2 separate regions of the Oryctolagus cuniculus genome follow, and region 1 is linked to region 2. The links are chromatin contacts, called in public Hi-C maps. All regions are on one chromosome and are shown on one strand. The core of a region is the stretch at or near the end of the contact, and the rest is flanking DNA. Distances in the headings are between cores, read along the strand shown. Region 1 holds the start of FAM91A1 (family with sequence similarity 91 member A1). Region 2 holds the start of FBXO32 (F-box protein 32).

Region 1 (6,837 bases), core at 3,764-6,263, 230 kb before region 2:
CAGCTTAGACAGAAAGAGAATACTTGAATTAAACAGTATTCTAAAAAATAGTTTTCATCCAAATTCAAAGAGAAAATCTACTTGCTAATACAAACTGCTGTAAGCATAGTGGGTTAGTATGGTTTCTTAAAGTCTGTACATGGAATAAGTTTAGCACTATGAAATATGTATAAAGAAGAGAGGAGAGAGTTGTGACACTCCTCTCTGCTCCAATGTAAGAATGCCTCTACTTACCTAAGTTATTTCTGTACCGTAATTGATTGCGGATACTGTACAGTACAACCTGCTTTTCGTATTCTCTCTGTGAATTTCCAAGACTCTAAAAGAATTTTCAAAAATATTTTAAATAGCTTGCAAGCTGAACAACAGTACTTTTTTCCCCAATAAAAATTCAAAACTATGGTGCTTAACTTTATCCTGGCATTTCTAATTTCCAGAACTGAATAAATATTATATTCTTAAACTTGATTATTAACTTTCCTGATATAGTAATAGAGCAACAGCTCAAAGTATTTATTTCTAAACAATAATCCTTTCCAAAAGGATTTACTGAAATTATTCAGAGTCCTTAATATCAAATAAAAGATCAATGAGTATAACTTCACTGAAATTAACAAAGAACTAAGTTCTATTTATACAGATTTCCTTCCTAACCACTGTCAATTTGTGTATGTTAAATGGATGGATGGATGGCTTCTCTTGCACTTACATGTCCTTAAATTTAAGAATGGCAACTAAAGATACACAGACCACTGCTGATAAATTATTTGTAGCTGAGGATTATGTTCTGAAAAACACCAATTCCTTATGGCCTCATTAGAAAGCATTTAGACAATTTTAGAATTCTCACATATTTTAATAAGCAAAAAATTCTAGCTACATATTTACTGTTTTTATTTTAAGCTAAAACTTGGAATGCTCAGGAACGCAAATAATAAATTTGCCCGATAACAGTCAACACTGTGAGGTGGTTTTCAAAAGATTGATGGGAAATGAGCATTATCTTTTAATTCTACTTTCCATGAACTTTTTGAAGTACTCTCTTATGTGCAATATATAACCAAAAGCTTAATTTAATACATGACTACTATCTTCCTTCTAATTACTAGGTAATTAGGTATACTTAACACACCATAAAGTGAAATTAGACACCTTAGGAAAGTAATGACAGGAAGATCAGAGGATTCAGTTCCTTTATTTCTTAGTTGCAGGTTACTGAAAGCCAAAGTAAATGCCAATACACGTATCTTTCACATAAGGCAATCTTCACAAGACAGATGAAACCCACACCTAAATAACTGGTCCACAACTGGACAAACTAAGTGGGTTATAGTCCAAGAAACATGCAACATGGGAAAATCAAATATCTTTCTTCCTGCATCTAAACTAGTTTATCCCAGGTTAAACCAACCCTCACAGTACTATCAGAATGCATGTGCCTGTACTACTTTCATCTGTTTTAACTTTACAAGTGGTTAGAAGTAGAGTTCACTGTAGAGAAACTACCATACTCTAGGTAGCACCAACACCCAGGGTCAGTACTGAAGTGACTGAGGAATTCAAAACAGTCAGTTTTTGTAAAACTTGTAGAAGTTTCCTGTAGCTCTATTGCCAAACAAAAGTCTCTTTCTCAGGGACACAAAACACACACACACACACACAGACACTCACAGACACTTGAACAAACTTACAATTTTGCTATAATCTGAGTCTGCCAAATGTAACATTTCGTTCTGTTTCAAAGTAAGTCTTTTAATTTAGCCTAACTTAACCATTTTCTCCCTTTCAAACTCTGTTCCTAGTACTCCAGAATGAAAAGTATAAAATCAAGCCAGTCACACAAAATGTAAAGGTCGATTATTTGTAATCCTCATTAGAGAATGCAACACCTCTTAGACACTTTGCACCAGGCATGAAGTAATGACTAGCCCTGATCAATCAACATATGTGTGCACACACAAACACCTAAAAACCACATTAGAAGTTGATCTTAGCCTCACTAGACAAGTACTTAAAATAGAATGGTTTTGTTCAGAGACTCTTTGGCTCACCTCCCATGCCCAATCCAAATCTCCTGTCATTCATTAAAAATACTGTTGCCACTACAGAAGGTAACTTTTTAAAAGATTCCTTTAAGCTAAAACAATGCTGGCCTTGCAGAAATGGAAAGTACTGAACTGAGGCGGTGGGACAAATGCAGCTGGGCTGCATAAGAGGAACTGTAACACAGGATAAGGTGACACAGCAATAAGGTTCTAACTACATAAAGCATCCATCATGTAGCAAATGACTCTAAAAGCACAAACATTTCCTAAAGCATCTGCTCCTACAAACACTAATCCCAATGTGTCATCCTAACACGTACTCCTAGCCCCCCAAAACACTTTTTGTTTAAACTGACCCTTCTTGGATTTTACAGAACTTCTTCTTACGAGTCTCCTTAAAATGAAAGGAGCATGAATCATTTTGAACAATGAATACAAGATATTGATAGACTATCCTGAAAATAACGGCCCAACCTCAACTTTATTTCTCAGCCTAGCATGATTCATTTAACAGGAAAAAATTTTTTCATCTTTCCATGTTTAAAAAATTGGCTCAAAATACATTTTTATTTAAAAAATCTGAATCTCCTTCCCCCCAGCGTTCAGAATTGGGAAAAATGAATCATTTCCTAATTAAACCCATAAAAACTTAGTGAAAACGATACCAAGGTATCTTTAATGCCAAAAGACAAATTTTTCCATATAAAGAATATTCCCCCTCACTTTTAAACTGAGCTTTAGCTGCCCAGGAAAAAAAAATTTACACTGATCCATCATGTATTCACTCCACAAACATTTACTGAAAGCCAACTATGTAACAGGTGTTCAGAGTACAAACCATGAACCCAGAAAAGGCACCTTAGTGGAGTACGTTCTACGATGGGCGAGGGATCTTGTCACGGCAATGTATACGGAAGACAAGAAACCACCCAAAGTGAATTACCAGAGATTCAAGAAGAAACCATAAGAAATAGAAAAGAGACCGGAGTGACAGGGTTGGATTTGCATTTTAGTGTAGTGTGAAGAATTGGATGGGATGGTCCTATCCCTAAATAGAGAGATGATGTAGTAATCTAACATGGAGCTTAATTTAGGGAAACAGTGGTAAAGCTAGACAAATCTATGTAAGTAACTTTTAATACATTTTTTTTCAACAGCTACAAATGGCCAGTCTTAGGATATCCTAAGTTAAATGACATTAAAGTCAATTACTCATGTTGGGCATACTCTAATCTCTCCTCTTTCTTCCATTATGCTGTGTTCATTTTTATTTAAAATAGAATATGGAAAAAGTAAAATACAAGGATTGCTGGCTCTTCCAGTAGTCTTCAAATATGCAACAAAACCTTAAACAACAAGGGTCCACCAAAGCCCTCCTGCAAGCTGAAAGAAAAGCTTACACATTCGTCCATTTCAAAATAAACACCTCATGGGCAGCCACTGACAACCCAAGAACCACAAGCTCCTTAAATGTATCTTTCCATTCCTTGGCTTTAGGTTATCTTAGAAAGCAGTTTTCGATGCCAAATGATACTTCACCAAATTCTTACATTATTTCCTTACTAGAGTTAAGTTCCCAACGTGGGAAGGAGGAGGGAAAGTTTGTGGGGAAAGTGAACTATAATAATCCTTATGTCCTCACCACCCAAATTCAACTACTCGGCACCAGTAAGACCACAAATTTCATTCTCTCCCTGGTAAAGTAGGAAAAACTGAGAAACCATAGTTACACAGGATTGAACATCACCTGTCATGGTATGTATTTCCTCATCTATTGTCCACTGTCTCTCGTGGCTAAAACCCAAGCTCCAAGAACGCAGAGTCTCTGTCTTGTTGATTCTTTATTAGTGCAATTTACCTGACCAGAACCAAGGCAAAGCACCCAGCAGATCCTCAAAGCTACATCCGTTAAACAACTGAGTGTAACCGACGATCGGCATCTTAAACGTGAACTCTCGAAAACTTCACGCCACTCTCTTGTCGACGAGAACCAACCCTCTGGTCTAGAGGATAAAATCCGACCTAAGCACAGCCCCTTCCGAATCTGGCCCTATCTCTCCAGCTCAGCTGCTACCACCCCCACGCCATGGCCAAACTTCAACTCCAATCACAACCCAGGAGCAAGGCAGTCGCTCGCTCCTCTCCACCCTATTCCCTCTCCCTCTTCTAACTCGTGGGTCCTCCAAGGCCCCATCCACAGGCCGCCCGCACGCATCCTCCCGATTCTCCCTGGACACTCCGATGCCCCGCCGTGCCCCACGGACGCCACAGCGGAGGTGCGCAGGAGCCGCGCATCTCCCTGTTTCGCAGCCCTCTCCCACCATCCTCGAGTCCTGGAGGTCAAGGGCTGTGGCCGAACCGAGGCTGCGGGCAAAGGCGCCGAGCGAGCGCTGCGGACACCAATTCCTTTCCCTTTCGCAACCGCGCCATTCGGCCCCCGTGACTCCACAGCAGCCCCCACACCCTCGCCCCCGGGCCGCAGGTCGGTTTCCCCGCGACCCGGAGATGGACAGGGCGGGGGTCAGCCCCGAGGAGCGCGCCCCCTCCCACTCCACCCTGGGGCCCGCGGGCGAGGCCAGCAGGTGACGGCGGGGCGGGGCCGAGCCGGCCGGGGACCCAGCCTCAGGTTCCGGCCGTACCTGCCTCACGTTGGCCGGCAATTTGCTCCAGGGGTAGTTGTGGCGAATGTGGAACTCCACGTCTATGTTCATGATGCCAGCAGCCGCGGCCGCGACCGCAGCTGTAACGACGCCTCCCGCCTGCCCGCCCTCTGCGTGTCAGGGGAGGCCGCGGGAGGCCCCGCGCCTCACACCGCGGAAGGCTCGGACCGCCCCATGGCCAGGGCTCCCGACAGCTCAGCGCGGCCCTGACCACAGGTCAAACGAGCGGCGGCAAGATGTGGCTCGGGAGCCTGGCTGGCTCCGAGTTTCTTCCTAGTTTCGGCCGGCCGGAAGTGGCTTCTGGGCCTGCGTCACTTCCTGCCGCGGGTGCGCGGCCGGAGAGGCGGGGCGCCGGACTGGCCTCCCGTGCCGCCCACTACCCTCTGGTGGGCGGGGCTTCTGGTGGTAACCGCCCCCTCTCCGAGGACGTAGTCCGCCTACAGGGTCTGGATGAGTTAAGGTGGTCGCTGGGCTCTACCCCGCGGTTGTAGGGTGACCCGGTTTCCCATGTGGCCCAAGACCAGGGGGTTTAAAGCACTGGGGTCGGCTGCCTCAGAGAAGCCACTTGGAAAGGCGCCGTAGTTGGATTCCCATAGTGGAAGAGCCGGGAGCCCACCAGGGCTCTCTGCAGGTCAGCACTGAACTTAAGGCGGGGGGCAGTGGTGGAGCAGAGCTATGATGAGCCTTCCTCATTGCCCAGTGGGTGCTTTTACCTTGTGGAAGAGGGAGGTTGAGGGCTACCTCGAGGATCCCAACTTCTTAACCTGTAGGGATTCAGGGAGCTGACATTTTAAACAGCTTGTGCTGCTGAACCGAGGTGGCCCAAGGGGTCTCTAGGGAAGAGAGACAGCGCCTTGGCAACCTTGGACATGCACCCTCTCCTGGGTTCTGCTTGCTCCTGCTCCACACCACGCCTCCAGGGTCGCTCTTACAGGCCGGAATCCAGGGTGTCCTAATGTCGGCGCCAGTGAGAGAGTCTTTGGGGACAATTTCTCCCCGAATTTGTCACACTGCCTAAGCAAGCCCATGACTGTTATTACTGGCAGCAACCAGAGACACAGTGTGTTTGCAACTATTTTTCAGTCTTAAAGAATGGTTTTAAAGAATGTGGCCGCTGCGGCTCACTAGGCTAATCCTCCTCCTTGCGGCGCCGGCACACCGGGTTCTAGTCCCCTTCGGGGCACCGGATTCTGTCCCGGTTCCCCTCTTCCAGGCCAGCTCTCTGCTGTGGCCAGGGAGTGCAGTGGAGGATGGCCCAAGTCCTTGGGCCCTGCACCCCATGGGAGACCGGGAGAAGCACCTGGCTCTTGCCATCGGATCAGCGCAGTGCGCCGGCCGCAGCGGCCATTGGAGGGTAAACCAACGGCAAAGTAAGACCTTTCTCTCTGTCTCTCTCTCTCACTATCCACTCTGCCTGTCAAAAATTAAAAAAAGAATGTTTTATTGCTCACCGACAGCATTGTTAGAACTTTTTATAAGATGCCTTGTCAGCACCTCGTCAGCTGGCAAGCAGAAACCCCATTATAATGAGGAATTGAAGCAACCATGGTACACACTGCATGGGTATATTGGTCTCATGTCATCCAATGACAAATGCTTTGAGACCTGGAGCACGGGGTAGAATAGTTCAGTGAGTGAGAGTTTACTGTGCTATTCAATGGGGATGGTTAATGGTGAGGCATTTTCTTTTTAAAAAATTTTTAAAGATTTATTTATTTATTTGAAAGTCAGAGTTACACACAGAGAGAAGGGAAGTCAGAGAGGGAGAGAGAGAGGTCTTCCATCCATTGGTTCTCTCCCCAGTTGGTCACAATGGAGCTGGGCCCTATCAACTCTGTGTAAGTTTTGATGTGCTGATGTTATACTCAATATTTGTTGACAAAAACGATGAGTTTAGCAGATACCCTCTTGCTTAACTGCTAAAACTAGTTAAAGGTAAACATATTCCCTTTAAATCAATAAGGAACAGACTTTTGAAGATGTGATCATAGTGGCTACAAAAGATTCTAACTCAATATGCGGCTGAGAAAAATAGAAATTTGGAGGTGTAAACAGTAATGGGTCGAAGCTACATGATGGGAAGAATCCAAATAAGAAGCCCTTCAGAGCAGAGAGTGGAGTCAGAGTTGGTC
Region 2 (6,859 bases), core at 1,438-3,937:
AAGTCACCCAAGCCACTCGAGGAGCAGTGGCTAGCCAGGGGAGGCACTTTCCACCAAGCTGGTGGACTCTCAAGAGGTCAAGGGCAGCCAGGCAAGTACACACATCACACTCTCTGCCACATCACACGCACTAACACTCCATTGGCTAATGCAAGTCATGTGGCCAAGCCCAACATCAAGAACCAGAGGAGCATAAATCAGCCCCCAGGAGCCCCTTGGCAGTCATGGGAGCACATGACACCACTAGAGAGGAGGGAAGAATCGGTGCTAATGAGCCAAGCTACCACACTTCCTAAACAACCCTGAAGGGTGGGCTTTATTAGCTCCATTTTTTCTAGACAGTTAAGTAACTGGAGCCCCAGGAGTCTGTCATTCACCAAGGGCACACAGGTAGTGCTCCAGCAGAATTAGAATCCAAATCTTCAGGGCTGCACTGTGGCATAGTAGGTAAGGCTGCCAACTGCAGTGCTGGCATCCCACATGGGTGCCGGTTCTAGTCCCGGCTGCTCCATTTCCAATCCAGCATCTTTGCTGATGGCCTGGTAGGTCAGTGAAAGAGGGTCCAAGTCCTTGGGTCCTTGCACCTACGTGAGAGATCTGGAAGAAGCTCCTGGCTGCTGGCTTCAGAGTGACTCAGCTCCAGCCATTGCAGCCATTTGGGGAGTGAACCAGATGGAACATCTCTCTCTCTCTCTCTCTCTCTCTCTCTCTCTCTCTCTCTCTGTAACTCTGACTTTCAAATAAAATAAAAGTCCAAATCTTCTACCCTCTGGCCCCCTGTGGTTTCCACAGGGACGAAGCTCGCAGCCACACAGCTAGCAAGCATCTTTAATGATCAGGTCCCCACAGTTCACTTCCTCGTGGATATCAATTCTCTCCAACAAACACCAGACCCCACAGTCGTCTTCCTCTCCCAGCAGGCCCGCAGTGTTTAACATTTGTTTGGGACCTTCTGCAGTGTTCTTACAAGCTATTTTACTATCAGCACACTAATAAAGTGTTTATGGTGGGAAAGGTAAATCAGAAAACCCCAGCTAATTGAAAACAAGCTTTATTGCCAACAAGTCCCTTCCCTCCAACAGCAGCCTCGCAGGGCAGGCGCCGTTCCTCGGCCCGCTCTGAGCCTTACAGACTGCAAAGTGGAGGAGGGGAACAGAAGCACCAGGGAATCCAGTGCAAAGCGATGGTCTTTATCTTGCTGCCACCGACCGACCGCGCAGTCTGCTCCCCACCGGATGGGGCTGTTAAAGCATCCCACGAAGAGGGGAAGAAGGGCAAGCAGCCTCCTGCACCCACTCCCTCCCTTCTACGAGAAACACTCGCTGAAGGCCCGCTCCTGGCCTAGGATGTCACAAGAATCAGATCAGCTCGACTGGAGTTTCATTCTATAGAGAGATGCTCGCCAAAAGCCAAACAAAACCAAAAGGAAAGGCCACGAGGCCCGCGCGGGCCTGGGCTTCACCCCTCTCTGGGGCCCGCCACGTGGGCCCTCGCCGGCCCACCGAGGTGAATAAACCGGGGCAGGTGAGGGCTCGGGCCCCCGCCGGGACACAGTCTGCTCCCCGCAGCTCCCGCAGTGGGCGTCTGGGCTCTCATGGAAACGAAAACAAAACTCCGGCCTGAAATTCCCCAGGGAGGGCGCCACCGCCCAGCGGAGAGGGGAGGAGGGGACAGGGTTCCTTGGAACGGAGCCCAGCCCCGGCGCTCTACAGCAGGGTTCAGACAGTGAGCGGGGCTCAGAGATCCCCTACCCTGCTCGCTGGCCACGCTGGGTAGGGTGCTCGGGGTGGCATCGGGATGGTCCCTGCTCTCCACTCCCAACCCGTGGGGCCCTGCCCTTTCCCTGTCCCCGGAGGAGTCAGGCCCGACAGCCGTCGCGTTAATGACAGCTCTGGGTCGGGGAGGGAGGGGACTGCGGGTTCTGCCCCAACTCCAACCCTGGCGCCCTGGAAGCGTCCAAGCTGTGAGACCTCGAAGCTGCGCCCCTTTACCCGCCCCCCAGCAGCGCCGAAGCCCGCCCCCCGCTCCGCGGGCGCCCCCCAAGGGCTGATCTGAGCGCGCAGCCTGATCGTGACGGCTCGGGGGCGCGAGGGAAGCTGGCCCCGGTCCCTCGCCCGCGCCGAGTGACCTGGACGCCCCGCGGGCCTCGTCTCAGCACCTAGCCGGCCCGGGAGCTCGGGGGCGCCAGCTCCCAAGGCCGCGGGCCTCGCTCTCTCTCCGGCCGCGGCAGCTGTGCCCTGGGGGCGGGGAGGGCGCGCGCCGCTGCCAGGGGCCGGGGGCGGCGGGCAGGCTGGCCTGGCAGCGCCGCTTCGAGTTTCCACGGGCGCGCGGTTGTGCAACCGCGAGGCGAGCGGAGCCGCGGGCGCCTCGGAAAACAAGCCGAGCCCATAAACAAAGCCACGTGGCCTCGGGGCCGGGGGGGCTGGGCCCAGGGCAGGCGGCTCTTCCGGCAACAAAGAGCCGGGGCCAGCGGCCCGCGATAAATAGTGCGGCCGGCCCAGGAGCGCAGCACTCGCAGAGCGCGACGCCCAGCCACCCTCGCCAGTGCCGGCGCTAGCAGCCCACGAGCGCAGACTTGCCGCGGCGCGACCCCAGCCCGCAGCCCTCCGCGCCAATCCCCCGCACCTGCCCCGTCGCGGGCCCAGTTCCCTGAGCCTCGGCCCGAGGCCGCCAGCCCCGTCCCGTGCGTTGGTCGCGTAAGCTCTCGGTGCCATGCCATTCCTCGGGCAGGACTGGCGGTCCCCCGGTCAGAGCTGGGTGAAGACGGCCGACGGCTGGAAGCGCTTCCTGGATGAGAAGAGCGGCAGCTTGGTGAGCGACCTCAGCAGGTGAGGCGACCCGCTGCCAACTTCCAGCGCCGCGAACCGACCTGGGCTGGGCTGGGCTGGGCTGGACTGGGAGGCGGCGGGGACAGATGAACGGGGGCCAGGCAGGTCTGCATGAAGAGGGGGCCCTGCCCAGGGGAAACGAGTGTCAAGGATGTCTGCAGAGGTCACCAGAGGACGGGAGACGGGGAACTTGGTTTCTCTTCCTGGACAAGGTCAAGGTCTCCAAGTGGACACGACTCCTAACAGAACCCCGATCCCTCTGAGAATCTGACGACAATCGGGAATCGTGTCCCCAGACGCCCTAACAAGCACACAGCTGTAGGGGGCCCCCGGACTCGCGCCATTTGCGCGTTTGGGAGGTTTCAGGCGAGAGGGCGGTGCGCCTTTCCCCGCCCCGGGGAGCGCGCCCAGCACTAAGCGCCCACGCGCCGGGGGGCACAAGTCGGGTGTCGGGATTGGACGCGGGTCCAGCTGGGAGCGCCTCCAGGCTCTTCCCACGCACTGGGCGACCGCGGAATAGGCAGAGAGGATGAGTAACCAGGAAGGGGTGGCCGGATGGTCCCTAGGGCCGCAGCGCCTTCCCGGAGGACTTGAGTAGCGGCGGTAACGTTGAGGGCTTCAGAGACAGGGAGGAGGGAAGGGAGGCGGGGACGGAACCCAGAAACCCTCTGCTTCTGAGAGAGCCAGCGCTTGCACCTGTTCCCTCCGTAGAGCGCGCCGCGCGCATCCCCACTGGCACCTGTGAGCCCTCGCCTGGGCTCTGTCGTTCAGAGGGGAAGTCTGGGGTCCCTGAACTCCGTGCTCAGCTTCGCTGCTAACCTAGGTGGTCTGGAATCTGCCGGCCCCGACCTTCGCAGCTGACTCCTGAGACCGGCCGTTTGGTCCCTGTAAGGAGGGCCGAGCAAGGGGCCCTGAGGGAATGGGTGCAGCTGGAGTCCCCCGGGGGTTCCTTTTTCCACTGCCTCCCGCTAAACTCTCTGGCCTCTGCGTCCCTACCTGGAGTTCCGTACCTGGGCCAGGCTCCCATTTATTGAGGGTTGCCAGTGCTTGTTTGCAGGAAGCCAGGGCTGTAGAGTTTAAGAAGAGCATCAAGAAACCAGCTTGGTTTCCAGAGCCTCCCATTTGTTTGTGATTTCTTAATGTATCAAATTCCCTTTGTCTCTCAGTGAACAGAAACAAATGATTGAATCCTGGGGTCTGTCCCGGAGAGACAAGAGCTGATTAACCTTCACGTGAAAGATGCTTTGAAGTGGCCCCAGGAGGGGGGGAGGGGTCTGTGAAGAATTCGTACAAAATCAGATCATTTATTTGCAGGAAAATAAAAAGACCAACTGCTGTCTGCAGACTAAGTTGAGACTCCCGGAGTTACCCACTCTGCCTAATTTGTTCTTCCTGGACAAAACACAAAGGGGGTAGAGCTTCCCTCCGTCCTGCTTGTTCCAAAGCAATGATGACCCAACATTCTGGTACTTTATTTCCAAACGAAGGGTCAGATTCCATCCAGAAAGATGCAGCAATGGCCTAGCAAGCTGGAGGCTCTGGTCACGGTGTTAGCCCTTATCCTGCTCCTGCTCCAGGAGATAAATTGGTGTCTGTCTCCTTTAGGGAAAAAAAAAAAAAGGCAGTGCCTCTCCATAGCCTGGAAGACCTGAAAATAGGCTTAACGCACTACAGACATTTAGAGGAGGCTGGGATGGATCGGGTAGCTGCCTGCCCCTTTGTCCTCCTTTCTTGAGTCTCCTTTCTTCCTGTTTTACACCTTCTGAACTGGAGCTGTCAAACTCATCAATCATCATTGTCAAAACTAGTGACCGATTCGGTGACCACCTGTGGGCCCTCGCTGACTCAGAGCTGAGGAATCATTTGATAGTCTCCCAGCAAAGCAGCTGGCTGTTTGTTTGCAGGGTAATCCCCCCACCCCCACCCCAGCCATTGTAAACAATCCCTTCCCTGCTTAGCATGAGAAGTCTGCCAACTTTTTAAAAGCAGTGGGCCTTCTGAGGTCTGGGTTTGTAATCTCAAATATCCCCACTGTTTTCCGTCTTGGTGATGTCAGGTTTGGGCAGAGTGCCTGCCTACATAGGTGCAGCTGAATGGCTCTCCTGTTAGCCCACAGAGAAGGGGGCGGGGCTACAAAACAGGACAACAGCAGGCAGACTTCTCCATGAGCTGCCCAAGCCAGAGAGGAATGGAGATGCACTGGGTACTTCTCAGCCTGGGCGCCTGGCTTGGTGTTGACCGTGGCCTGTCCACATGGCACACCTTTTCTGGACCCTGCGGGACTGTGGTCCAGGGTCCTGTCCTCCTCCCACAGATCCCACCGCAGCCAAGTGGCCAGGCCTGAGATCATGGGATGATTTCAGATCCACTTAGAGCAGGGCTGGCTCCTTCTCAAAGAGGTGAAACTATGTAAGACAGAAGAGGAATAGCAAGTGTTAAGTCTGGTGGGACAGATTAAAACTTCAAGGAAGGAGCTCACCATGAACTGGGATAATCCAGGAATGCTTCAAGGAAGTGGTGGCCGAGGCAGAACCCTCCTAAGCAGCCACCCCCTCTTCCCCCTTAGGATGGGTAACCTAAGCTCTCTGAGCCTTGGGCACTCTTCTCCAAGCCTATACTGCTGCAGTTGGAAACCCACTCAGATACTGGCTTACTGTACAGCTAGGGCTGGACCAGGAAGCAGGAAGTTGGCCTTAGTGCACTGGATAAAAAAGCATAGTTAAGATTTTATGAGTGCTGACTGTGTCCCAGGCATTGTCCTAAGAGCTTTATATACTGGGTTGTTTGTTTCCCTTTAGCAATCCAGATACCAGCCTTGTGAGTTTAAGGGATCTGTTTATATACAAAGGATTTTTTTTTTTAATCATGGAAAAAAAAAAACTAGGATTGAAAGGTAATTTTGGTGCAAAAAATTTAATCCATATTTGATTTTAATCCATAGTAAGCATTTTCCACGAACTTTTTGAAGATCTCTCATATGCAGGAATTATAATTTCTTGCACCAAAATTATCTTTTAATTCTACTTTTCTATAGACTTTTTGAATCACACTCACATCAGAGCAAATCAGCATTGAAATCTCACTGGGCGTAATCAAGTGTCTATTACTACAACTAATTGCTTTGGGGGCAGGACACAGCTTTCTTAAATGCAAATGAAATGAAAAATGGGCTTCATTTTTTTTTTATTCCTCCTTCATCTGCAGCCATGGTTATATTTATGGCCTTATTTTGAAATGTTTCCTCCTTTTCAGAAGTAGTCTTAAAGTGTGTTGGTATGAGTTTGATGGTGGTGTAGGGTCCGGATAAGGGCTCATTCTAGGCTTACGCCTATAAAAATCAAGATTAGTAAGAACTGACTACAAAATAGCAACGTGCTGGCATTATCAAGTTCACTGACGAAAGCAGCCTTGTTGAGATGGTTTTGCTTCTTTTCACAAAAATAATAAATTCTGCAATTCCTAAACGGTGGTGGTTTTTCTTGTTAAAAATTTCAGTTGCAATTTTCCTTTGGCTTTTCATTTCCTTGAAATGGACAGATTGAACTCTCAGAGCAGCCTTGAACTGAATATGCTATTGCTTAAAAGAAAAATAGAGATGCGGGCAACATAAATAAACCCCAGAGCCCTTCTTTCAGGCCTACTCCAGAATTCAAAACCTAACACCAAACAAAAATGGAAAGGGTTCTCTTTGGATGAACTTTCCTACATTCCACAGTGAGAGACCCTCATCTGTTGTGTAAAGTTCTTCTTTGGCAAAGAGTCTTTAAAACAGGTTATGGTAGCTTCTTCTGGAAAAGCAAGGGCTTGAATTCCTCTAGAGAGGGTGCTTTTAGTGAGAAAAGACTATGATGAGATATAAATATTCCAGATGTCTGAGGTATGGTCACTGCAGGTTTTCTGCAGCATCTTGGAGGGGCAAAGGTTGAGACCGAAAACGAGGCAGCGTCATTTGATGGCTCTGTGTGTAGAAGGTACACTGAAGGTGGTGGTTGTCTGGCAGAGGGGAGCTTCTTTCAAAGTGTGGTCATTTT

What was found. A called contact is a pair of places that touch in the nucleus more often than the background predicts.
Region 1: a contact with region 2 is called in a Hi-C map of an unstated tissue, with 1.6 times the contacts expected there. The contact joins the promoter of FAM91A1 here to the promoter of FBXO32 in region 2. A contact is called at or near these places in 2 of 6 Hi-C or Micro-C datasets (psoas muscle and an unstated tissue).

The regions. Positions count from the first base shown.
Region 1 is chr6:149,493,756-149,500,592 of mOryCun1.1, reverse strand. FAM91A1 (family with sequence similarity 91 member A1) reads right to left here and starts at 5,013. Exons shown (of 24, transcript XM_008255884.4): 1 at 4,685-5,013; 2 at 235-319. The coding sequence starts at 4,756.
Region 2 is chr6:149,259,292-149,266,150 of mOryCun1.1, reverse strand. FBXO32 (F-box protein 32) reads left to right here and starts at 2,687. Exons shown (of 9, transcript XM_002710762.5): 1 at 2,687-2,828. The coding sequence starts at 2,713. It overlaps LOC103348125 (a long non-coding RNA gene), which reads right to left and starts at 2,826. Exons shown (of 7, transcript XR_011389322.1): 1 at 2,626-2,826.